Regions from separate parts of the Gossypium hirsutum genome. Here region 1 is linked to region 2. Evidence: chromatin contacts called from public Hi-C data. All regions are on one chromosome and are shown on one strand. The core of a region is the stretch at or near the end of the contact, and the rest is flanking DNA. Distances in the headings are between cores, read along the strand shown. Region 1 holds the start of LOC107923340 (protein IQ-DOMAIN 1). Region 2 holds the start of LOC121210907 (ribosomal RNA small subunit methyltransferase nep-1).

The links. Hi-C and Micro-C count contacts between places; a contact is called where the count stands out from the background.
Region 1: a Hi-C map of leaf shows a contact between it and region 2, with 2.4 times the contacts expected there. The contact joins the promoter of LOC107923340 here to the promoter of LOC121210907 in region 2. A contact is called at or near these places in 5 of 34 Hi-C or Micro-C datasets (callus and leaf).

The regions. Positions count from the first base shown.
Region 1 is chrA12:82,700,429-82,705,022 of Gossypium_hirsutum_v2.1, forward strand. LOC107923340 (protein IQ-DOMAIN 1) reads right to left here and starts at 2,858. Exons shown (of 5, transcript XM_041082851.1): 1 at 2,443-2,858; 2 at 2,091-2,363; 3 at 1,760-1,999; 4 at 1,501-1,666; 5 at 453-1,450. The coding sequence starts at 2,529. The coding sequence ends at 687.
Region 2 is chrA12:82,128,685-82,133,611 of Gossypium_hirsutum_v2.1, forward strand. LOC121210907 (ribosomal RNA small subunit methyltransferase nep-1) reads right to left here and starts at 3,232. Exons shown (of 8, transcript XM_041082846.1): 1 at 2,961-3,232; 2 at 2,125-2,450; 3 at 1,886-1,978; 4 at 1,596-1,740; 5 at 1,393-1,503; 6 at 1,225-1,307; 7 at 1,088-1,145; 8 at 282-733. The coding sequence starts at 2,424. The coding sequence ends at 654. It also overlaps the pseudogene LOC107948146.

The DNA of each region.
Region 1 (4,594 bases), core at 1,608-4,107, 570 kb after region 2:
TCTCACAACCCGAAACCCCATTGAAAATCATTTCCCCTTCATTATTATTATTATGAATTTCTGTGAAAGATAAGACCGGCAATGACCAATAAGGATCAATGGCATCAAAAACAAAAAAAATTAAAAGAAAAAACATACCACATGCCCTGTTTCAGTTTCCTCTTCATTATTGAGATCATGTTCAGCCTACCCCCTCTTTAATGGACATGATAAAAGGTAATAAAAAGTAGCTATCATCTTAGCCCACCAACAGCATCTCTACTGGCTCCTGCCCTATCTTTAACATCTATCATTGTTTATAAAGCAATTGTGCCACCTGAATAAGACTAATTTCAAACAGTAAAACAGATGAAAACGATAAAATTATCCTTATTTTGAATCCAAATAAAGATGGGAAATTTTGAGCAATATCTTCATGGGAGTGGAAACTTACCAGACTTGAATACCATACATCGAAAAGATGATAAGCTTTAATATATTAAAAAGTTATGACAAAACAGAATTACAGAGTTACTTTATAGTATTAGACACTCAATTTGGTTATGAATCTCATGAAAGATCCCAGTGAGGAAGGGTTCATCGCAGTTGCCTCACTTATAAAGCTTCAATTTCAACCAAGAATTGGTAAAATCAACAATGGAAACACACTATAAAACTAGTAAAAACCAACAGCTACATTGATGGGATCACCTCAACCACCTTCTTAGATCACTAGTTGAAGATGGTGACATTTCACCACCAAGGCTCTCAGTACAACAAGATGAATAGTTAGATTGTCGTTCCAATCCGAATTGCGATCCGCTTACACTTTTAAAACTCGGGCTCCTCAAGCTATGACCATAACCTCCATACCCCATCCCAATACCGTATGGTTCCGGGATGGGAAACGATAGCCTTTTCCTTGCTGAACTGATTCGGTCCCTCTCTGGTGTCGATGGCCTCTGTCTTGGTGCACTTTGAGACCTAATCCTAGCCTTTGCAGACTCTGTTGCTGCCATGTAATTAGGCAATGTAATAGCATTGTTTATACTAGTACTAGCTTGAGTACTAACCCTGCCTGTGTAATAATAATTGGACCTTAAACTTGGTGTTTGTGATGATGAAAACGAGGTTCGGTCTTCCCTAACGCAACGAGGGCTCGCAGACCGTACTTGAACCGGACGTGTTTTCGATGGAGAGGGTGTAATTGGAGAAGGGTGGAAAGCTTGTGCATTGTGTTGAGCCCTATGGAGAGGTGAACTAGGCCTTTGGTGATAATGGTTTGAATTTGTTCTTCTATAATTTGGTGCTACATATGAATAAGGCTGTGAAGTGTCCATTTCAACAGTTTTGACATTATCTCTTTGATCCATTGAAGCTCTTCCTCTGTTATCCCATGGTTTAGCAGGCATCCAACGATCAAGCCACTCATCTTGTCCCCCATTGATGGACTCCTTCGAGCTCTCCTCATCTATTTTACGGTCAAATTGGTTTATATGAATCATTACAATATGATACAACAAGACATGGTTAAAGACAGAACATGAACCTGTTGTGACAGTGCTTGTGACAAGCTCTTTTCACGTTTCAAAGCAGCTTCTTTCCTATGTTGTAACATAGCTTTCACTTCTTCAACTGTGTGTGGCCTTTCGTCCCAATCATCTGCTATGCTACTTCCTCCTCTCGACTAGAACACACACAGACATAAAGACAAGGCAAATAAGAAGCTGAATCTTTAAACCACACATAAAGTCATAAACAAAAGGCTTAAAACACTTACTAATGATCTTCTATCCGATATATCTTGAAGATACCGTGATTCCCAGGTGTCGCTAAATGCTGATTTCCGGCTGCAACCATCGTGCGAGAGCCTCATTCTTTGGTCTAAAACACGAGACTGAACTTTAACCAGTGCTTGCATGCAACGAAGCGTCATCTTGGCTTGCTTTCTCACGTTGTGACCTCTCACTAAAGCTTGTAACTTCACTAGCCCTTTTAACGCACGTAGAGCTCTCCTGGCCTTCATTATCACCACCACAAAATCAACACTAAACCCCCATTTTTTCTCATGCAAAAAACAACAATTTTCAAAGGCAAAATTTTTTTCTTACCAGGTAGCCTCTAAAAGCTGTCTGAATAACAATAGCAGCAAAGTGATGTTTCCTGCCATAACTAGGTTTAGTCAACCGAGCAGCTTGTAAAGCTGCTTCTGCAGTCGCCACCGCAGCTTCAGCTTCCGCTGCTTTAGCCACCGCCACAGCAATAGCATGCCTTTTCTCCGCTGCTGCCGTACTTGCACCACCACCACCACCACCATTATTACCTACACTCTTCACAGGACTTGTATCTTGTTTCCTAAAGATCCACCTCCGTTTATCTCTCTTCTATATAAAAAAAATAAAAAATCAAAGGCTTTTCTTTTTATATTCATAAACAGCCATTAAAATAGATTGAAACACTTACCTTTTCATCATCATGGGTATCTTTAGTAGGAGATCTAAAAGCCCTTTTCACAGCAGTCAACCATGAAGTCCCTCCTTTCTTCCCCATTCAAAAGGATAGGGTTAAACCAAGCTGCATTTACAGCTAAAAGAAGCTTTGAAGAAGGAGCCAAGACACCAACACTGTGAAGATAAAAAAGATTCTGATTGTAATATGGATTCTTGTTAAATTGCCAGAGAAAGACATACAGGACAAGATAATTTAATGATATATATATTTCCTCAAGAGAGAGATACAATGAAAGGGAAAACAACGAAAGTGAACAGCTTAGATTTCAATATATCCAAGCTTGGGTGAACTTTCGAGCACATTGAGACATCGATGGTGGTGGTGTCAGAGTGTAGTACGTTAACATTTTTTTTTCAATGTTATTGAATTTTATAGGTTTAATTCTGAATTTTGTATTCTTATTTTACGAAATTTTAAAAATTGGTCTTTTATTTTAACTTTCCAGAATTTTATTTTTATTTTTGAGAAGTTAGTTTAATTTAATATTCTTATTTATTATTCACTTCAAAATCAAGAGTTTATCAATTTGTATATATTAAATTTGTAAAAGTAACTACTTCCATAATTTATATGCAATAAAGAAAAAAAAAGGTAAACCACAACATTAGTCACTAAATTATGAATAACTTTTTGTTTTGGTAACTTAATAAAAGAAAGCTACAATTTGGTCATTAAATTACTTAAAAGTTTTCATTTAAGTTACTGAGTTGTTAATATTTTTTTTTAAAGTTCCGCCAGAGAGTTTCAAGCTGCAGTTTAATGATTGGTATAATGGATCAGTATTTATCTAAGAATCGAAGAAAATACCTTTAGATCCGTCAATCTAACGGTCAGTGTCGAAGATTGGAGAAAAAAGCTGTTTGAATTTTGGTTCGCAAATTCTTAACGTCCAAAATTGTTTCATAAAAAAAAAGAATTATAGAAGAGAAAGGAAAAGAGAGCTTTCGATTAATGCAAGTAGTGTGAACAGAAAAAGCGATATAGCATCGTATTTAACAACTCAGTGACTTAAATGAAAATTATTTGATATTTGAGTTTAGTTTAAATGTTTAATTTGACATGTTAATTTTTTATCTTAATTTGGTACTTGAGTTTGGTTTTAATGCTCATTTTGGTACCTAAATTTTTTCAATTTAATACTTAAGTTTTTTTTATCTAATTAAGTACCCAAATTTAACTTTAATATTTAATTTGACATCTAAACTCTTTTTATGCTAATTAAGAATTTATATTTTCTTAACAAAACATATGTATCAAATATTTATTAAATCACATGGCATCATTTTATCTTAATACAAAATTATACATGAAATTTAATATAAAACTAAACTTAAATACCGAAAGGGTATTTTGTGTTATGAGGTTTTCTTTTGGGGGGTAATAATAAATAATAAAGTTTAATACTAAATTAAAGGGAACATGAGGAACAGAGAGTAGTGGACGTGCTGTGGACGAGGTGAGATATCGAGAAACGTTGAAAGGCAAAGGCCATGAAAAGAAAAAAAGGGAAACCCACGTTGAGTTTTGCACATCAACCAATGGCTAAAGTCTCCTTTTTTTCTTTTCTTTTTTTTTTCAAAACAAAGTTTTTTTAATAAAAAAATAATCACTTTCAAATAAAATATCGGTTTAGATAATATAAATGTAGAAAAAAGATGTTTGGGTTTATTTAAATTTTGACACATAAGATTGAATTTTGGCATTTGTATATTAACTAAGTCCATTTTTATATATGATGTTAGATTTTGATAAGAATGGATAATGCGACATTTTAAAATTATGATATTTTCAATTTATAATATGGTATGATTACAATATTAAACTTTTATATTTTTTAAATTTAGTGATTAAAATATATCTAATTGTTAAGTTTATATATTAAAGTTGTTGTTATTGTAACATATAAAGCATGAGTTTAAGTATACTTTTGTGCTTATTATCTTTTGATTTTAGGGTGTGAATGAGTTATAGATAATTAAAAGAATTAAGTAGAAAAAATACTAAAAACGATATTAAAATTAAGACAAAAAAATTATATTAAGAAAGTTTTGTTCTGTTTAAATGTATGATTCGACTCTACTTGAGAATTAGGTAAAATTAATTG
Region 2 (4,927 bases), core at 1,982-4,481:
TTATACCAATTTAATTCAATTCTTAATGTTTTGACTGGTACAAAATGAACACGTGCAACCAATACAAGGTGAAATTTTCACCAATGCGAAAAAGAAACTAAATGTTCAATTTTACTACCGGAATGATATTAAGATTTTAACACTGAAATGATGCATAACAATCAAATTCACCCTCAAAGCTATCTATACCAAAAAAATAAATCATGGGTAAAATTTATACCACTGAATATCAAATATTAACCTATATTTGTATTATATTATACAAATACTAAAAAGCTATATATATTGAAATTGTTATATTTATCAATAAAATATAAATATTTAATTAAATAAAAAAAGCACAAGGTTGAGTAACATAACAATTTGAAACGAATTTGGATTAGCTTACATGCTTAAATATTTTCAACATCGATACTAACACGTACCGTAATCCCGTCTTGGTCTATTGCTATCCCCATCAAATAACATCTTTTCTCTTGAAAATATTTTTCTAGCTGCTCACTTCCATATATTACCTAAACAAGAAAACTGCATATTCCGTTTTTTTAACATAAAATAAACGTACCACGTTATAAATTAAAGTAATTCATCATTGATAACCTATCCCAAAATCGAAGCCATTGAAACAGAGAGACACATATATTATATGGGTGTTACAATATGCTCCACTTATCTGCCAAAGCTTCAGTAATCCTTGCAATGCACATTGCAGCACTTAGCGGATAACCGGAAACTGCAATAAGAAATAAAACCATATAAGACAATGATTGTAGGTCTTGTCCCCTTAAGCATGATAAAAAACAAATTTCATGCTTGTAAAATGTAAGTCTTAGATATTGTAATAAAGCTTGGATTTGGATAATCGTCAACTACAAGAATGGTTCCAGCAAGTGCATATTCTTGGAGAATCATACACCTATATCTGTATCCAATATAAGTAAGCACTGGTAATTTAGCTTTCGTCTATCTTATTGCCTTAGCTTGCTCAATTCAATGGTTCTTACGGGATTCGAGGGTTACTAATCAATATCCTTGAAATTTTCACAACACAATCTAACAAACATACAGATAAGAATGTGGAACTTACTCGCTATAAAATCATCTATATAATCTACCTCTATTTTCCCATGGGCCATTGCACCCACCTGAAAAAAATGCACAGAGATAGGATAAGGAAGCGATTATACATAAAGAGAGAAGGATCGTATGTCGCACAAGACTTACCACAAAAACAAGATTCACATCATCACCAACAGCATCTACGTATTTCCTCATTTTAACTAATTTGTCTGAGCTATATGAGAAACCTGATGTGCAAGAAAAAGAACTTGAGTTCCGGAAACAACGGATTTTACAGACAACACGAGAAACAACAATCAAAGTCAAACCCACCTATTTTGCGAGAGTTGACAGGAAAGTAATTGGTTACGGGATTCTTTATCACACGTAAAAGCTTTTCACGCTTGCCAACGGCAGTTATATTTAGTTTTTGTAGCAGTTGCACTGCATGATTGTTAAATAGGTCAATAAGAAACAGACTGGTAAGAGTTTCAAAATGCAGCAGAAGAGACAAAATCTCAGCCATGATAACTTACACATAATACCAGAGAACCGCTTATATGTTCTTGGAATTCTAACATGAGGTTTAACTTCAAAAAGTACACCTTTCTCAGTTCTAACATACACAGCTTGCAATCTCCCAGCCTTATTGACCGGACTATCTAGAATCGACAGTAGAGCCTATAGGGAAATGGCAAAAATAGCAGTTAGTTCATCATAGTTTTAACAAAAGAGGATCAAGAATGCAGTATCAATTAATTCATCATACTTTTAAGAAAAGAAATATAAAGATAGCAATAAATAACAAAAAAAGGAGGAAAATAACCTGATGTGTTATGTCAGGTCTGTAATCAGCAGGATTCCTGTTATTTTTCCGCAAGAAATTGGCATGATCATCTGAGTTCAAGAGTTGAAAACTCTGTAACAATTTACAACCAACAAGACAAATTACAGTTGAAAACCAAACTTCTTTAATGAAAATTATCAATTAAAAAATACAAAAACTCATACTCGTAAACGATAACAGAAGCACTAAGCACATTACGAAGTTCAAGTTCGATATACCTTTCCAACTTTAGCAACTTCCAATGAAGCCTTCTCAAGAACAAAAATGACCCCATTTTTGTTATTCTTTTTATCAGAGGGGACAATTGGGATTCCCACAAGTTCATCTGTTCCAGCTTCACCTCCTTCCTCTTCTTCTTTACCTACGACTTCCTCTGTTGGCTTTTCAATAGCAGCTCGTTTTGCTGGTTCTTTCTCTTCTTCTTCTTCTACTTGTTCTTCATGTTCTTGCTCTTTTTTATCATACTTCTCGCCTCTATTCTTCCGTTTCTTCCCTTTAATAGCATACGGTCGAACCATTTTATCGGCTTGAAATATTATTTATCCTTTAAATAAGAAGCAACATAGTAAAAGATAACACTACATTAGAATAAGAAAATAATAAGCTTTTTTAGTGGAATTACTTTCATTGCTATTTTAAGAACCCGTTGCTACATTAGATTAGGACAACAATTGAATTTAAAAAACAAATAGCACAACTCCTATTCAAAGTTAGCTACTCGAAATTCGGTTCAAGCTCTCTGCTCGAGAAACAATACATGCTTGATGAGTATCGTATACTAATTTTCCAATACTCGAACTCCAGTTTGAACTGGAAATTAAGCTTTTGCATGTACAAGAAAAAATTTATATCAATTAAATTTAATAAAAAAAAAACTCAAGAGGGTACAGTGGTCAGAGTTCACATAGTGGTGCGTAGCGGTGTATCGGCCGCTTTTTCTTGCGGTGGCGGCGCCTTCCACCACCGCGAAAGACCTCAACAGCGGTGTGAAGAAATAAAACAAAGCAGAAAAGAATGAGAAAAAATTATAAAAGAGAAGTTACGAACAACTTACAGTGGGCGGCGGCGAAGAGGGCGTAAACCGATCGACGGACGGGGGAGGCGTTCAAGGACGGCGATGGATTCTGTTTAAGCGACGGCTGTGAGAAAAAGAGTGAATAGGTAGAAGAAGAGAACCCTATAAGGTTTCTGACTTTAGTTTTAATTTGTTCAAAATTTTATTTTGGTTAAATGTCTTATTAGTCCATGTTTGTATACAGAATTTGAGATTTTGCTCCTATATTTTAAAAGTTAAAACTCAATCTTAGTTTTTTATTTAAAATCCTAATTAAGTTACCACCGCCATTGACTGTTTTTGTTAAAGTGTGCCAAAAGAAACTTTAAGGATCAAAGTGAAAAAAGGTATACATTAGGGACTAAAGTGTACATTAAGCCATAAATTTAATATGATATAAACATACTCCCGTTCATTTCACGGGCTTCAGTAGTCTATACAAGTGTGCATGTGCCGGGCCGGGCCGGGCCAGGTTTAACTAAAAATTTAGTCCTGAGTTCGGTCTAAATCAAAAAATAGGTTTAAAATTTTAACTAAGCCCGACCTGAATAAAAATGTTAAAATTCAAGCTTAACCCGGTCCGCCTATATTAATTTTTATATTATTTTTTATATAATTTTAAAATATATATAAACCATAAAAAATATTAAAAACATCAAATAAATATTTCTCAACAAATTGAAAATAAATTTTAAAAAATAAATATACTTAAATAACACGAAAATAGATATAACTTAATAAACAAATGTTTCTAAAATAATAACAAAATTAACAAATTTCTTTAAAATAATAAAAAAATTAACAATAAAATAAATTTTATACAATATCTAAATAATAACAATAAAATAATAAAAATATAATAGCAAAATAATAACAAAATAAATAATAAATAATAAAAAATAATATTAAAAAAATTATCATGTAATGAATTCGGGTAAACGGGACCCAAATAAAAAATACTTTACCCAAATTCCAACTCATTTTTAAACGGATGTTACTTTTTACACCCTATTTTTTTCTTATATTTTTGCCCAAACTATTTCGCATTCCTATGCACACCTCTAGTCGGCTATAAAAACTAGAACTCTAGTGTGCCTCCCTCTTACTCTTTCTTCTCTTGGGCTGAGCAGAAGCTTGTGAACTCCATTTCTGTTTGGTTTGAAGGAAAAAGAGGTACTAAACTGAAACCTGTGAGCGTTCTTCCTGTTTTCAGTTCTGATTACTGTATTTTATTGTTAACTTCTAAGCCTCTACTACAAGTTGTGTTATTTTATTGAATTTCATATCTAAGTTGATTTGTATACCTATTAACCTGTGTGGGTTTTTGTTGAGGGCTTTTATATTATTTTTCTAGAAAATTGAATCTGTTTGTAACTTCTCTTTTAAATTTGCTTGGGGTTTTTTTTCTTGAATCTAAGGAAAATAATCTCATGAACATATCTGTGTTTGACGTATTTGGCGGAAAACTAACTCTTAATCAGATGTCTATTAAGCAACGATTTCAAATTGTTGTCAAAATCCTTTTCATTTAACCTAACTCGTCTTCGTTTTGCTGCAGGTCAATAGTAAAAATGGTTCAATATAATTTCAAGAAAATCACTGTTGTACCAAATGGGAAGGACTTCATAGATATTATTCTCTCACGTACCCAACGGATAACTCCAACTGTTTTCCACAAAGGGTATGCGATTTCCCGTCTCCGCCAGTTCTATATGCGTAAAGTTAAGTACACCCAGCAGAATTTTCATGAGAAGCTTTCGACAATAATTGATGAGTTCCCTCGCCTTGATGATATCCATCCATTTTATGGTGATCTTCGTCATGTTCTCTATAACAAGGATCACTACAAGCTTGCTCTTGGCCAGATAAATACTGCTAGGAATCTCATTAGCAAGATTGCTAAAGATTATGTCAAGCTATTAAAGTATGGTGACTCGCTATATCGGTGCAAGTCGCTAAAGGTTGCT